Linked DNA regions of Oryctolagus cuniculus: region 1 is linked to region 2. Evidence: chromatin contacts called from public Micro-C data. All regions are on one chromosome and are shown on one strand. Each heading gives the region's core, a stretch centred on a gene start, on an enhancer-like site or on the middle of the called end of the contact. The rest is flanking DNA. Distances are from core to core; before and after follow the strand shown. Region 1 holds the start of DESI2 (desumoylating isopeptidase 2). Region 2 holds the start of ADSS2 (adenylosuccinate synthase 2).

Region 1 (7,180 bases), core at 1,210-3,709, 180 kb before region 2:
CAGTACAAGGCCTTGAGAAAGAAGGTACCCAGCTGAACTGAATGCAAACAGTTTAGATCCAGAGAATTCTCTCTTAACCAGTAGCACAGCCCAAAGATCTTTCAAGGTGTCATGCTTTCCTGGGATCTCTTTCTCCAGTTATTCTACTTTTCAACTCCTATCATACTTCTGATTTCTGTTAGCCCACCTCCCCTGGCCTCCAGGCTCACATCAGCACTCACTTCAAGCCCCAGGCAGACCCCATGCACTTCCGACATAATTTCCAGGCACGGCAGGAGGAATTCCTTTCTGCCCACAACACCGCACTCTAAGTGTAAACACTTGTGAACAATATGAAGGTGTAAAGGTTAGACCTGCAAATGAGAACCAAAACTTCCGACCTGCAGTACTTCCTCCTCTTCATCTGATAAGCCAACAGAAATTCCGACGAGGGATTTTTCATCTGCCCATCCACTGAAGGAATTTTAAATGCTGTAGGCAGAGGTAATCCTTTACAAAACAAAAAATTAATCTGCCTAAAGCAAGCCAAGTCAACCCAAGTATGTAGCCACCTGCAGTGAAGATTCTCCACCGGGCGCCTTTCCGGGCTATTGAAGTACATCAGTCAGGCAAACCGGCCCGGGTGCTTGCAGCACTCCAAAGTTAGGTGACACAACAAACAAGTTCTTCCCTCTCCCTCTGCCGTGGTCGCGTCATCCACCTGTTGCACTATCTGGAAAGTGGGCGCCAGGATCTAGGGAAGGAGCACCCCCATGATCTCTAAATTATTCAGCTGTGCTATTTTCTTAATAAATTGTAGCCTCATCCATTTTAACGACGCTGCCTTGGAGGCCAGGGCGCAGTGACTCCAGGTCACCTTCGAAAAGAGAGTCTAGCTTGGGAATCGACAGCTGTGACTTTCTGGACTTGGGAGTTTCTGAAGACTTGAGCATGCAGAGAGATGTACGGTGTGGCAGGGGCAGAGGAGCCGGGAGCGGGGCACAGGGGCAGCTCCGGGGGCCGGGTGGCGGCGGGGAGGTGGGCACCGCGACGGAAGCTCTTAGAGAAAGGACGCCGCTATCGGCCAAGGGGTCGGGCCCAGGGCCAGGGTCCGGGCCGAGCAGAGGACACGGGAAAGGTCCAAGCCGACCCAAAGCCCTCGCACTGACTGGGCAGCACCAACGGAGCACCGAAGGGTGCGAGGATTACAATCTAATGCTCGTCCCCCGCCCCCACCTCGAGAGAACTAAGCTGGAGGCGGAGACGCGAGCCTGGCAGCGCAGGGGGCCGGGGGTCGGGGCCGAGCCCGCCCGGAGAGAGGCCGCCGGCCTGGGCCAGGACGCGGGGCCGTACTCACCATGTCGTACACGTTGAGCACCACTAACTGGTTAGCCCCCATCCTCCTCCTTGCCGCCGCCGCCTCGTCCTCGAGCTGCTCCGTCTCCGCGGGGCCGGAGGCCGCTCCCACCCCCGCCGGCGCTTCAGGGGGCCTGAGCCGGGCGCTAAGCGTACAGCCCGGCCCGCCGCAGCCGGAGCGGAAGCATCGGGCAGCCGGGCCGCTCCGAGGCGCTGCCGACAGGAGCTACTGCGGGGCCGGGCCGGACCGGTGGCGGGCCCGCTCGGGCTCAGGCGCCTCCCCTAGGCGGCAGACACGTGGGGAAGGGCGGGGCCTGAGCGAGGGGCGGGCGCCGGGCGCCCCGTGGGCGGGGCCGGCCCGGCGCCAGGGCTGAGCCCGCTTGCGCTGTGGTACTTGGCTGCCGCTCCTCAGGACCTAAAATGGCGGCAGCCTCGGCATCTCTTCGCCCTGGAGGAGCGGGGCCCCAGAGAGACTGCAGTTCCCAGCATGCAGCGAGGATCCCAACCCTCCCCACCCCCACCCCCACTCCGTCTCGCTACTGGAAGGGCAGAGGCTGTCTCAACTGCCTTCGACTACAACTCCCAGCATGCTGCTGGGGTTCCGACCCTACCAGACTAGTTCTCCCAGGGAGACTACAGATCCCAGCATGCAGCGCTTTGCACCTGCGGGCGGATCCTTTGCTGCCTGTCCTTGACAGGAGGTGAAGTCCTCTACCTTCAACCTATCGCCGCTAGTGCTGGTGCTGGTGCTGGTGCTACTGGTTATATCTTGTTGAGCCCAATGAAGTCAAATGTAGCAAAGACCACAGTGATGAATCCGTTTTCCAGATCGCTCTCTTTTTTAGCAAGAGGAGGTGTGGGGGAATAAAGGAAGCGTTACTGGTATGAATGAGATGTCATGTGCATCCAGTTAATCTTCAACATAGAACTTGCATTTTATGAAACTATCCTGCTGAGATGGAAAAAGTACAGCACAACCCAGGGGTATAGAGGCGCTTCTGTGTTCAACAAATACTTACGTTCTTACCACATGCCAGGCGGTGTTGTAGACCATGGTGTGGAGGATCTGGGGCACAAGAAGGGGAGGATCTGGGGCACAAGAGGGGTTGACCTTTATTAGGAAGAATGGGCTAGAAGACTGGGTGCAAGATGTGGGTGCATTGTGATGGCATAGAAAGCAAGGAAGATAAGGACCCGCGTTATGGCTCAGCAGGTTAAGTTACTGCCTGCGACGCTGGCATCCCACCCGAGTGCCAAGTTGGAGTTCGCAGGGAAAGCAGGGGAAGATGGTCCAAGTCCTTGGGCCCCTGCTACCCACATGGGAGACCAGAATGGAGTTCCAGACCTGACCCATACGGCCATTTTGGGAGTAAACCAGCTGATGAACGATTTCTCTCTATCTCTTCCTCGCTGTGTAACTCTGCTTTTCAATTTTTTTTTTTTTTTAAGGGCAAGGTAGATAGCAATAGGTCAGAACTGAGATGAGGAAGGTGAGCATCCTTTTCTGATTTTTATCTTCTCAATGAATTGCAAAGCAAGATGAGAAGTGAGGAAAAGGGGTGTAGCAAGTTTGAATAAAGATGTAAAATAGAGAAAATAAGTATACTAAGGAAATATGGTTTGATTGCCAGGCAGTATTGAGGGGCAGCAAATTCTTTGTACCCCCGGTTGTAATTTGATTGTTCAGGTTACAAAGTTCTAAAATTTGTTTCTAAAATTTGTTTCCTGCTGTGGCATCCCTCCCCACCTAACCCAATGAACATACCACTTAATCCCATTTTTTTTTTTAAGATTTATTTATTTGAAAGAGTTACAGAGGTAGACTTCCCAGATAACCATAATGGCTGGGACTGGGTCAGGCCAAAGCCAGGAGCCAGGAGCTTCTTCTGGGTCTCCCATGTGGGTGGTAGGGGCCCAAGGACTTGGGCCATCTTTATGCAGGGGGCTGGATTGGGAGTGGAACGGCTGGAACACGAGCCAGCCCCATCTAGGATTCCGGCGTTTACCTGCTACACACACTGGCCCCTACTTAATCCCTTCTTCTAAATCCCTTTCTCCCAGGAATTGTGAGGACAAGCACTGAATACTTAAAATTCATTTAGTCCTGGCTGCTCTACTTTATATGAACAGCCAGTTCACTTCCCCTCTTACTCTGCACCCTCCCTTTGCTCTTTGTGATCTCATCCACTCTCAGGGCTGTAACTGTCACCTGCTACCTTCACAGATGCCTGTCCCTAGCTTCAACCTCTGCTCCCTCCTGAGTGCTGTAGAACCTGCAGCCTATCTGACTTCCCGTCCAGGATGTACTCATCACTGCAACAAATCACTGCAAGCTTATGGTCTAAAATCACTAATTTATTATCGTACAATTCTAGATATCAGAAGTCTAAGTATGGACTCCATGGGCTAAAATCAAGATCTGGGTCCCATTGGGAGGCTCTGGGGAAGAATGTGCTCTGTTGCCTTTTCCGGCTTCTGGAGGCTACTCTTGTTCTTTGGTTCATGGCCATACCACTGCAACCTCTATTCGTGTCATCATATCCTTTTTGACATTCTTTTTCTCACACAGAAAGATCTGTGCAATAAGATTGGGCCCACCCGGATAATCCTGAATAATCTCCCCATCTGAAGATCCTTAATCATGTCTGCTAAATCCTCTTTTCCTGTGAAAGGTAACATCCTTCTGGGTTCTGGGGATCACATGTGAAAATCTCTTGATCCCTTTGAATTTATCAGGTGTAAAATAGAATTCATCATCTGATGATGGAGTTTTATTGCTCATCTAATTTGGGTATTGATCCAATAATGGAAATGATCCATCATCCAGTCAATGAACAAGCATTAAACGAGTCCCTTTTCTGTGTCAGCCACGGTGTTTCACTAGTTCATTGGTGACAAAATGGATATGATTCCTATTCTCATGAATCACAGTCCAGTGAAAGACACACACACACACACTAATGCTAATGCATAGATTAATAATTTAAGCCGAAGGAGACAAGCAGTAGTTGAGTATAACAAGAAGACTTATTGAAGGTAGTTGTCAGGAGACAACAAGGAAAACTTAAAGAATTGTAAACTGGGTAATGGAGACCTAAAAAAGACAAAAATGGAACACTAAGGTAGCAGAAAGCCAGAACAGCTGGCACCCCAGGCCTGCAAGGACAAAGGGACTGGAATTTTAAAACCTTCGAAGTTTGCAGGAGAGCCTCACTGAGCTGGCATTCCAAATTCTAAAGAGAGGAGCTGCTGGTACTTCTAAAGGGGCACAATGACGCTAATCCTGGAAACTAAAAAATGGTAACCCAGAGGACGGTGACAGTGCTGTGGCTAGCGGGTTAAGCCTCCATCTGCAACGCCCCCACTCTCTCTTTCTCCTGTAACTCTGCCTTTCAAATAAAAAAATCTTAAAAAAAAAATGTTAAGCTAGAATCAACTATTGTTATTGAAATCAGGTGCGTGGAGGGAAGGCGGCCCTGGTTAATTTCTATTGTCTGAAAGGTGGAGAGCAGCAGATCCTCCTTCCTCTCCCGCCTTCCAGCCTCCTCCTCCAGAGTTCCCAACCAGGGAAGCCTACCAGGGAAACCCAGGGAAAGCAGAAATGTGCTTTGCAGAGTGCAGGCCCCCGCAACACCAAGCAATTCATATAAAAGTAGCTTGGGTTGAAAAAGAAGAAGTAGCTTTGATGAAACCTCCCATAGTCACACAAACTATTTCTTAGGTAACCTAGAGGGAGACAGGATCTGCCCAAACCAGTATAAAGGAAAATAAACATGAGAGTTTATTGCTACCTATGTTCAAGAGGGAAACTGAGTCCAGTTGTATTTTATTTTTTGCAGCTTAAAACAGATGATGTCTCGCAGTATGTCAAGGTCAGGAATCTAAAGGCAGTGTGTGTGAGTGCCTCTGCTCAGAGGCTCTCTAGAGCTGCAGCCATCTGCGACTAGAGACCCTCCTTCCAAGCCCACTCTGCAGCTGTTGGGAGGAAGCTTTAGTCTATCACCACGTGGGCCTTTCTGTAGGGCTGTTCAGAGCAAGGCAGCTGCTTCTCCCAGAGGAACTGACCCCAAACAGAGTGGGAGAGTGACCAAGGGCAGTGTCTTATAATCTGATCTCAGAACAGCCTCCTTCACGTCTACTCTATCGGCCAACTGACCAAGTCTGGGGCATTATGAGAGGGACCCTCACAAGGGTGTAAATAGCAGGAGACAGGGGTCATTGGAACCCATCTTGGAAGCTGGCTACTTCTGATGGCTCTATAAAACTGCCACTCCCCTGAGGTGTGACACAGAGAAGAATGGCTAATGCTGGTGTCCTCTCCACTCGCATGAGAAAGGCAGCTGGCTCTCTGTATCTGCAGTTTTTTTTTTGTTTGTTTGTTTTTTGTTTTTTGACAGGCAGAGTGGACAGTGAGAGAGAGAGACAGAGAGAAAGGTTTTCCTTTTGCCGTTGGTTCACCCTCCAATGGCCACTGTGGCTGGCGCGCTGCGGCCGGCGCACCGCACTGATCCGATGGCAGGAGCCAGGTACTTATCCTGGTCTCCCATGAGGGTGCAGGGCCATCCTCCACTGCACTCCCTGGCCACAGCAGAGAGCGGGACTGGAAGAGTGGCAACCGGGACAGAATCTGGCGCCCCGACCAGGACTAGAACCTGGTGTGCCGGCGCTGCAAGGCGGAGGATTAGCCTAGTGAGCCACGGCGCCGGCCCTCTGCAGCTTCTGCATCCCTAGATACAATCAATCATGGATTTGAAACATTTTCAAAAATTAAGTCTGAGGGCTGATTTTGTGGCATAATGGGTTAAGTCTGTGCCCACAATGCTGTCATCCCATATGGCCACCAGTTCGAGTCTCAGCTGTTCCACTTCTGATCCAGCTCCCTGCTAATGCGCCCAATTCCTCAGGCCCCTTCACTCACATGGGAAATGCAGAAGCTCCTGGCTCCCGTTTTCGGCCTGGCCTAGCCCTGGCAGTTGCGGCCATTTGGGGAGGGACCAGTGGATGGAAGACCTCTCTCTCTCCTCTTTCCCTTTCCTTCTTTTTCTTCCTCTCCCTCTCTCTGTCCTTCAAATAAATATCTTACTTAAAAATAAAATTAAGTCTGTACTGATCACATATAGACTTTTTTCTTGTCATTATTCCCTAAACAATATGGTACAACTTACATAGCAGTTACATTGTATTGGGTATTGTAAATAATCTAGAAACAATTTAAAGTACATGGGAGGAGGTACACAGGTTATATACAAATACTTTGCCATTTTATATAAGGGACTTGACATCCATAGCTTTTGTTTCCATGTTGGGGTCCTAGAACCAATCCCTCAAGGATAGTGAGGAGGACTGTATTAGGAGGTCACACTCAGTTCTCTCCCCATCCCCTCTGTCCCAGTCTCTGCCAGATGTTATAGGTTGACAATTTGATTGTTTTGGTCCAGCTTTAAAGGATGAGCATGTGGATTCTTCTAATGGATCTTTAAATAGTCCATTTTTATTTATTTCCATTTTGTTTGAAAGCCAGAGAGACAGAGATCTTCCATTCACTGGTTCACTCCCCAAGTGTATGCAACAGCCAGGTTGGGCCAGATTGAAGTCAGGAACCAGGAATTCAATCTGGATCTCCCATGTGAGTAACAGGGAACCAAGTACTTGAGCCATCATCTTCTGCCTTCTTAGAGTGCACGTTAGCAGGGAGCTGAATTGGAAGCAGCGTAGCTAGGACTCAAACCAGGCGCTCTGAAATGGGATGCCTGCATCCCAAGTGGTGTCTAAACCATGGAAGCAAATGCTCGTCCCTTGAAATAGTCCATTTTTTATGTCAAAGTTGTATCTGAGACTGCATAGT
Region 2 (7,360 bases), core at 2,999-5,498:
TCAACTCCTGGCTGTTCCACATCCAATCCAGCTCCCCCGTTATGCACCTGGGAACCTGGGAAGGCAGCAACAGATGGCCCAGGTGCTTGGGCTCCTGCCACCCACATAGAAGACCCAGGTGGAATTCCAGGATCCTGGTTTTGGCCTTTTGGCCATTTGGGGAGTGAACCAGCAGATGGAAGACTGCTCACTCTTTCTGTCTACCCACTCCTCTGCCTCTGGAACTCTTCCTTTCAAATGAACAAATCTTTTTTAAAAATTATCTTCATTATCCAGAAAACAAAATGAACTTAACAAAATTCTGTCAAAATGCAACATTTTTTCTCTTACTCATTACTTCATTGACTCATTTATTTATTTGAAAGGCAGAGAGACAGAGAGAGGAAGAGGCACAGAAAGAAAGTAAGAAGGAGTGGGGGGCCTGTGTGTGTGAGAGAGACAAACAGACAGAGAGACAAACCTTCCATTAGCTGACTCACTCCCCAAATGGCCTCAACAGCCAAGCTGAAGCCAGGAACCCATCCTAGTCTCCCACATCGGTGGCAGGTGGCTGAGCATTTGGGCCATCATGTGCTGATTCCTTAGGCACATTAGCAGGAAGTTGGTTTGGGAGTGGTGTAGCCATGCCTCCCACCAGTACTCTTGATATTACATGCCGGTGCAGCAAATGGCAGTGAAACCCACTGTACCACAATGCTGGTTCCTACTATTACTTTTTATTTGATCTCTTCTTTCTAATGAGATGTCTCTTCCCTCTGAAACCACTACCATGGTTTGATTTATTAGTATTCTTAACCTTTTATGTTACAGGCAATGATTATCAGTATGGTGAAAACAGAATATTCATAGGATGTGATTTTTCTGGTTAATCATCTGTGTTTTAACATATAGTGAAAAATATTTCTAAAATTGCAATATATATTTATTTATTTAAGAGGCAAAGGGACAGACAGAAAGACCTGTCATCCTTGGTTCACTCCCCAAATACCCACAAGGGCCAGGGCTGGGTCATTTCCAAGCCAGCAGCGCAGAATTCAGGTCTGTCGCGTGGATGGCGGGATCTAACTACTTGAGCCATTACCTGCTGCCTCCCAGATTCTGTATTAGCAGGAGGCTGGGATGGGAAGTAGAGCTAGGACTTGAACCCCAGGCGCTCCTGTATGGGATGCGCCAGTCCAAGTGCAGTCAGTCTTAACCACTGAGCCAAAAGCCGGCCATCTAAAACAATTCCATACCCTTTGCAACGCTGCCAGCACTACATACTGAACAACAGTCAAATTTGCCTGGTGAATCTTCCAGAACTTGGAGCACGTTACCCCCAGAGTCAACGCACCTTCCATTTGCATGGTGGTTATGTTTTAGAAAGCAACTACTCGGCCTAGGCTGCTGGTTCCCCCTAGCTGCCTTGGGATAGTGCCTCCTCCCTGCCCACTGCCAGAGCCTTCCTGGTTCCCATTCACTGTTCTCCTCTAGGGCCCAGGGGTCCCGCAGCGGGAAAGCAGAATCCCTAAGGGCTCTTGGCGGGCCAGGGGCCAGCAACACCAAGGCCCCGCAACACCAAGGCCCCGCAACACCCTCTGGCACGAGGACTGCCAGGGCGAGCGGGCCGTGGACTCACGGGGTGCGGGAACGGGGCGTCTCTCTACCTCCACAAGGCCCAGCCACAGCAGCTCAGCCACGACAGCAGCACCGCCACTCCCGGGGTCGCCATGGCACCGGCTTCACCTCGGCCCAACGGCCTCACCAGTGCCCGTTGGGCTCCGCGCGGTGGCGGGGCTGCGGGCTGCACAGGCGCGCCAGGGCAGGGGCACGTGTCCAGCCGCGCGAGGAAGTGTGCGGAGGCCGGACGGCTGGCGGGAGCGCGCAAGTGTAAACCAGGTTTGCGGAAAGGCGTGACTCTGGCGTCTTCTGAGTGTAGGTTTTCGCCCAGTTCTTCCCGAGACTCCAGCACCACTGCCATAGCAAAGGCGTTCCTGCAGAGCGTGCCAGGGAGCAAAGCGTGCTGCCACAGACTTCTAAAGGGAGCAGAGCTGAAGAGTAATGCGTTGCTTATTGAGCACCTACTGCATGCTCAACACTGGGCACTTGCTACAATCTGCTGTGACCTGGGAAAGCAGTAGAAGGTGGCCCAAGTCCTTGGGCCCCTGCACCCGCGTGGGAGACCCAGAGGAAGCTCCTGGCTCCTGGCTTCAGACTGGAACAGCTCTGATCGTTGTGACCAATTGGGGAGTGAACCAGTGGACACCTCTCTCTCTCTCTCTCTCTCTCTCTCTCTGCCTCTCCTTCTCTTCTGTGTAACTCTTTCAAGTAAAATAAATAAATCTTAAAAAAAAATACTGAAACGCCTTGAAAGATCATTAGAGAATGTGGTGTCGTATATGATTTGGGAGACACTACATATGACACGATTCTATTCCCACCTTTTCCCAAGCAATTTTTATCTTAATGAGATGTGTAGTTAATTTCTGTGCAACTGAAAGGGTCAACAGTAGACATACTCTATAATCTAGCACTGAAAGGCACTTAGAAGTAATGAGTAGGCTATTCAGTAAGGGACTGGGCTCTGGGCTCTGTCTAGGTACCAATTCACAGCCCACTGCATCAAGTTACCTAGCTTTTATTAAAATGTTTTGTAATGTTTATTTTTATGTACTTCAAAGGCAGAATGAGAGAGAGAGAGAGAGACAGAAAGAGAGAGAGAGAGAAAGAAGTATCTTTCATCTACCCATATACTTCCCAAATGATCATAACAGTGAGAGCTGGGCCAGGCCAAACGTAGGAGGCAGGAACTCTCTCTGGGTCTCCCACGTGGGTGGGCAGGGGATCAAGCTCTGGAAGCATCATCTGCTACCTCTCAGGATACATTAGTAGGAAGCTGGATTGGAAGAACAACAGCTGGGACTCCAACTGGCACTCTAATGTGGGATATAGGTGTCCCAAGAAGTTGCTTAACCAGCTGTGCAACAGCTCCATTTTTTAATTAAAAACACATTGACTTGAAAACAAAACAAAACAAAAATTATTTATTTGGAAAGTTGAAAGGGAGGGAGGCAGGGGGAGGAGAGAGAGAGAGAGAGAGAGAGAGAGAATTTCCTCTAGTGGTTTATTCCTCAAATACCTACAATATCTGGGGCTGCAGCAGGCTGAAACCAGCACCCTGGCACTCAACGCAGGTCTGTCACATGGGCGCTAGCACAAGCACCTGCACCATCACTTGCTGCCTTCCAGGAACCACGTTAGCAGTGAGGCGGGCTGGGAAGCTAAGCCAGGCACTCAGATATGGAATGTGGGCATCGCAAACAGCATCTTTACTGCTGCTCCAAATGCCTACCTAGCGACCTCGCTTTCATCCTGCAAAATAAGGATAAGATAGTATCACCTACCGTATCTGCAAGGTTGTGAGGAATTCAGAATTTCATCATAGTACAGGAGCACTTGAAGAAGCTCGTGGAAAATGTGTTATGAAAAAACTATGCAAGGATTTCAAAATTTTTTGCGCCATCATAAACTAGCGCTTTACCTCCATTTTTCTATGACCTTACTGGTGTACTCTCATCTGTACATAATTAACAGATAATTCCTTCCTCTCGGAGCCTGAGCCTTTATCACTAACGTGTAGCATAAGAAGGGTAAGGGCTCTACTTGATCTCTAGATTTCCTGAGCTAATATCCTGTGCCTTACTTTTGAGTTTGCCCTTTTTGACCTGTGCCTCCATCTCTGCTCTTACTGTGGAATTTTACTTTCCATCCCTGAAGGTACACGTTCTCATTTCTTGTTTGCATTTTAAAATCGCACCTTTTTCATTCTATGTACAGTATCTCAGCCCTTAATAGAAATCAATCTTTTAAAACAAAAACGAACGTTTCCAGAGACGGAAACCGGCAGATGGCAGACACCGGGACACCGGGGCACGGGACTACGGCGCCGCAGCCCAGAGCGCTGCATGCCGGGAGCTGTAGTCCGACGCACCTCCGCGCCTCTGAAGTTTGAAAGCGGGAGGACGGGGGAGTGGGCGGGGCGTTGGAGGTGAAGCGCGACTGAAGCCCCGCCCCTGCCCCTTCCGCTCGCGGGGTCCGCGCTGGAGTGGCGCGCCTGGCCGCGGAAGGGGCGCGGCCTCGGCCCCGGGGTGGCGGGCTTGTTGTGCGGGTGGTGCTGCCGAGGTTGGCCTGCGCGGGGCAGTCGTGGTCGCCCCGTGAGCGGGCCGCGGCGGAGAGCGGGGCGGGGCCTGGCTGGAGGGTGGCGGCCCGGCGGGGCGGGGGCGGGGGCGGGGCCGGCCTCTGGCTCCTTCTTCCTCCGCATGTGGCTGGCGGCCGCAGAGCGGTTTAGTTCGCGCACTCCTCGTTGGCCGCGTCCCCTTCGGGCTGTCCTCGCCGCCTCAGCGGAGCCATGGCGTTCGCCGAGACCAACCCGGCAGCATCCTCCCTGCCCAACGGCGACTGCGGCCGGCCCAGGGCGCAGCCGGGAGGCAATCGGGTGACGGTGGTGCTCGGCGCGCAGTGGGGTGACGAAGGCAAAGGGAAGGTGGTGGATCTGCTGGCGCAGGACGCCGACATCGTGTGCCGCTGCCAGGTAAGGCGGCGCGGCTCTGACCGCGAAGCCGGGCCCGGGAGCCGCGGCTTCCTGGCCGCTGGGCTTCTGGTGCCCGGGAACTCGGGCCCAGAACCCAGATCTGCCGGCCAAAAAGGAGGTGTCACCTTGAGGTTCTCTGCTCTTGCTGTGAGCTGCGGCGACAAGCAGAAATGGCGGGAGGTCAGGGACCCCCCCCCCCCCCAACCTGGAGTCTCGGGTGAAGCTCTGGGTGGCTCTGGAGGACAATGCGGCTGACGGGGGATCTTCGATAGACGCGCGGTGCCTGGGAGTTGCAGATTTCGGTGTGGGGACCGGTGCCCGGTTCGGAGACTGGGGCCGGGCGCGGGGTGGGATGCGGTCGGAGTTTGAGGAGCTACCGCCCGAGGCCTGCTCCCGACTCCGGGCGGGGACGGGGCGGGAACCAGGCGCGGCCGCAGAACCTGCCCATCACCCACCCATCCAGGGCGGCCAAGTGGGAGTGGATTTTTTCCAAAATGCCCTGAAATCCAGACTCACCGTTGCCCCACCTGCAGGCCCCGGCAGTGCCGAGTGCTGCCTTCTCAGGTCTACTTTGTTGACATCAGAACCCACCTTCTGGGCTTTGGACTGTTAAAGGGCCCTGTGGGGTTTTGTTTACGTTTGCAGGAGAGATTCTTTACTCTGTGTTCCCAGAAGAAGGGAATCCCCGCTCTGTTACAAAGTGAGGCAAGGAAATACATGGATGTCACATCGGGCATTTGGAACTGTTTACAGTGTCACAGTCACATCGAAAGTTCCCTTCAGGGAAACCGAGTGGTAATGCACTTCCTACCGGGAGACACGTGGTTTTCAGCGTTAAGTTTTCTTCCTATTTGTCGTTCCTCTTGAAGCAGCCTGGTGGCTAGACCTTTGGAAAGGCCCTCAGTTAACCAGCCCCAATTTCAAAATCAGAAATCGATGAGAAATCCTTTTCTGAAACCAAATGTAATCTTTGGAATTAACTATAGCCTTTGTAGGTTGCACTCGTTTTTCTTGTAGAATATTCCTGGCACACTAGGAGGAGATGGTGCTGCAGGTGAGGAAACAAGTCCGGAGGGCGGCGGGATGGGAACCTTTACCTGGAATCGAACACCATTTGAACGTGCAGAAACAAGCAAGTCACAGAGTGTGCAAAGCGAAACAGAAGCAAGCTCTGCCTCCCCCAACTTGATTGTCCTGCTTGTAGAAATCTCCTCTGCAGGTTTCCTGGCTAGGATGGCTGTTGCACCGAGTGGATAAGCCTCCCTCCCTTTCAGCCTTGTTTCCTCTGCCCCTCTGGCAACACACTTGTTCTACCTCCACACTTGGGCACCCCCAGAGGTGTTGCCCTGAATTCCTGCCATGCTGCTGCCCCTTTTGTCTTCAAATCAGATCTGACCATGCTGTGGTGAAAGACTTATTCAGAGGAACCTGAGGTCTCTTTGTTTCCTCTCTGTCATCTCCTTCACCTAGATGGTAGCATTCATGTAGGGCTCAGTTAAGGGCTCTAAGGTTTGGGGAAATGTAACCACTGTAGCATTTATTCTAAAAGAATTAGGAGGGCCGGCACTGTGGTGCAGCAGGCAGAGTTGCTGCCTGCATCAACGCGGTCCCATATGGGCACCAGTTTGAGTCTTGGCTGCTCCTCTTCCCATCCAGCTCTCTGCTAATGGGCCTAGGAAAGCAGTAGAAGATGGCCCAAGTGTTTGGGCTCCTGCACCCACATGGGAAACCCAGATGAAGCCCCTAGTTCCTGGCTTCAGCCTGGCTCAGCACTGGGGTTACAGCTTCTAAGGAGAGAACCAGCAGATGGAAAATCTCTCTCTCTCTCTCTCTCTCTCTCTCTCTGTGTGTGTGTGTATGTGTCTTCCTACCTTTCTGTAACTCCGCCTTTCAAAATAAATAATTTAAAAAAAAGATTCAATTCCTTTGAAAACTACAAGAATTAGTTTGTAGTTTGGAGAAGGTGTCTATTATCAAAGTAGTGTTGAGGAGTTACAGACCACGCTATTCTGATGCCCCGGGAAGACTGATTAACTGAGAAGGAACCAAGTTTAGCGTTACTATGCTAGCTAATGGCCAGGTGTTGGCCGTAGTGCATGAGATGCTGTGTGGGACGTCAGAGTGCCTGGGTTCCAGTCCTAACACGACTCCAGGTTACAGCTGCTTGCTAATGAACATCTTGTGGGTGCCAGGTGATTCAAATAGTTGAGTCACTGCCGCCATGTGAAAGACCTGGGTTGAGTTTCTGGCTTTCAGCTTGAACCTGGCCCAGCCTTGGCTGTTGCAGGCTATTGTGCATACCTGTGGATGGGAGATCTCTCTTTGTTTCTGTGTCTCTCTGCCTTTCAAATAAGTAAGAATAAAATAAAATGTTATCTAACAGTGGAGAAAAAAATGATCAGACTTGGTAGTAAACTTTGCTCACCTTCAAACTTTTGATTTAATTATTTCCTTATATTATCTTTATATTATTGCAGTGCTTTTTTACAAAAAAAGATTTATTTTATGTATTTGAAAAGCAGAGTTACGAAGAGAGAGGAGAGACAGATCATCTATCCACTGGTTCACTCCCCAAATGGCCACAATGACCAGGGCTGGGCAAAGCTGAAGCCAGCAGCCAGGAGATTCATCTGGGTCTCTCCAGGGACCCAAGCTCTTGGGCCATCTTCTGCTGTTTTCCCAGGGGCATTAGCAGGGAGCTGGATCTGAAGTGGAGTAGCCGGGACTCGAACCTGGGTCTATATGGGATGCTGGTGCTGCAGGCCATGGCTTAACCTGCTGTGCAGTGCT

Evidence for each region. Hi-C and Micro-C count contacts between places; a contact is called where the count stands out from the background.
Region 1: a Micro-C map of ear pinna shows a contact between it and region 2, with 7 times the contacts expected there. The contact joins the promoter of DESI2 here to the promoter of ADSS2 in region 2. A contact is called at or near these places in 3 of 6 Hi-C or Micro-C datasets (ear pinna, psoas muscle and an unstated tissue).

Annotation. Positions count from the first base shown.
Region 1 is chr13:64,596,150-64,603,329 of mOryCun1.1, reverse strand. It overlaps DESI2 (desumoylating isopeptidase 2), which reads right to left and starts at 2,459. Exons shown (of 5, transcript XM_051821504.2): 1 at 2,363-2,459. The coding sequence starts at 2,389. CATSPERE (catsper channel auxiliary subunit epsilon) reads right to left here. Exons shown (of 22, transcript XM_070055618.1): 22 at 2,593-7,180.
Region 2 is chr13:64,416,031-64,423,390 of mOryCun1.1, reverse strand. It overlaps ADSS2 (adenylosuccinate synthase 2), which reads left to right and starts at 4,248. Exons shown (of 13, transcript XM_070055619.1): 1 at 4,248-4,570. The coding sequence starts at 4,388. It overlaps CATSPERE (catsper channel auxiliary subunit epsilon), which reads right to left and starts at 1,937. Exons shown (of 22, transcript XM_070055618.1): 1 at 1,647-1,937. The coding sequence starts at 1,711.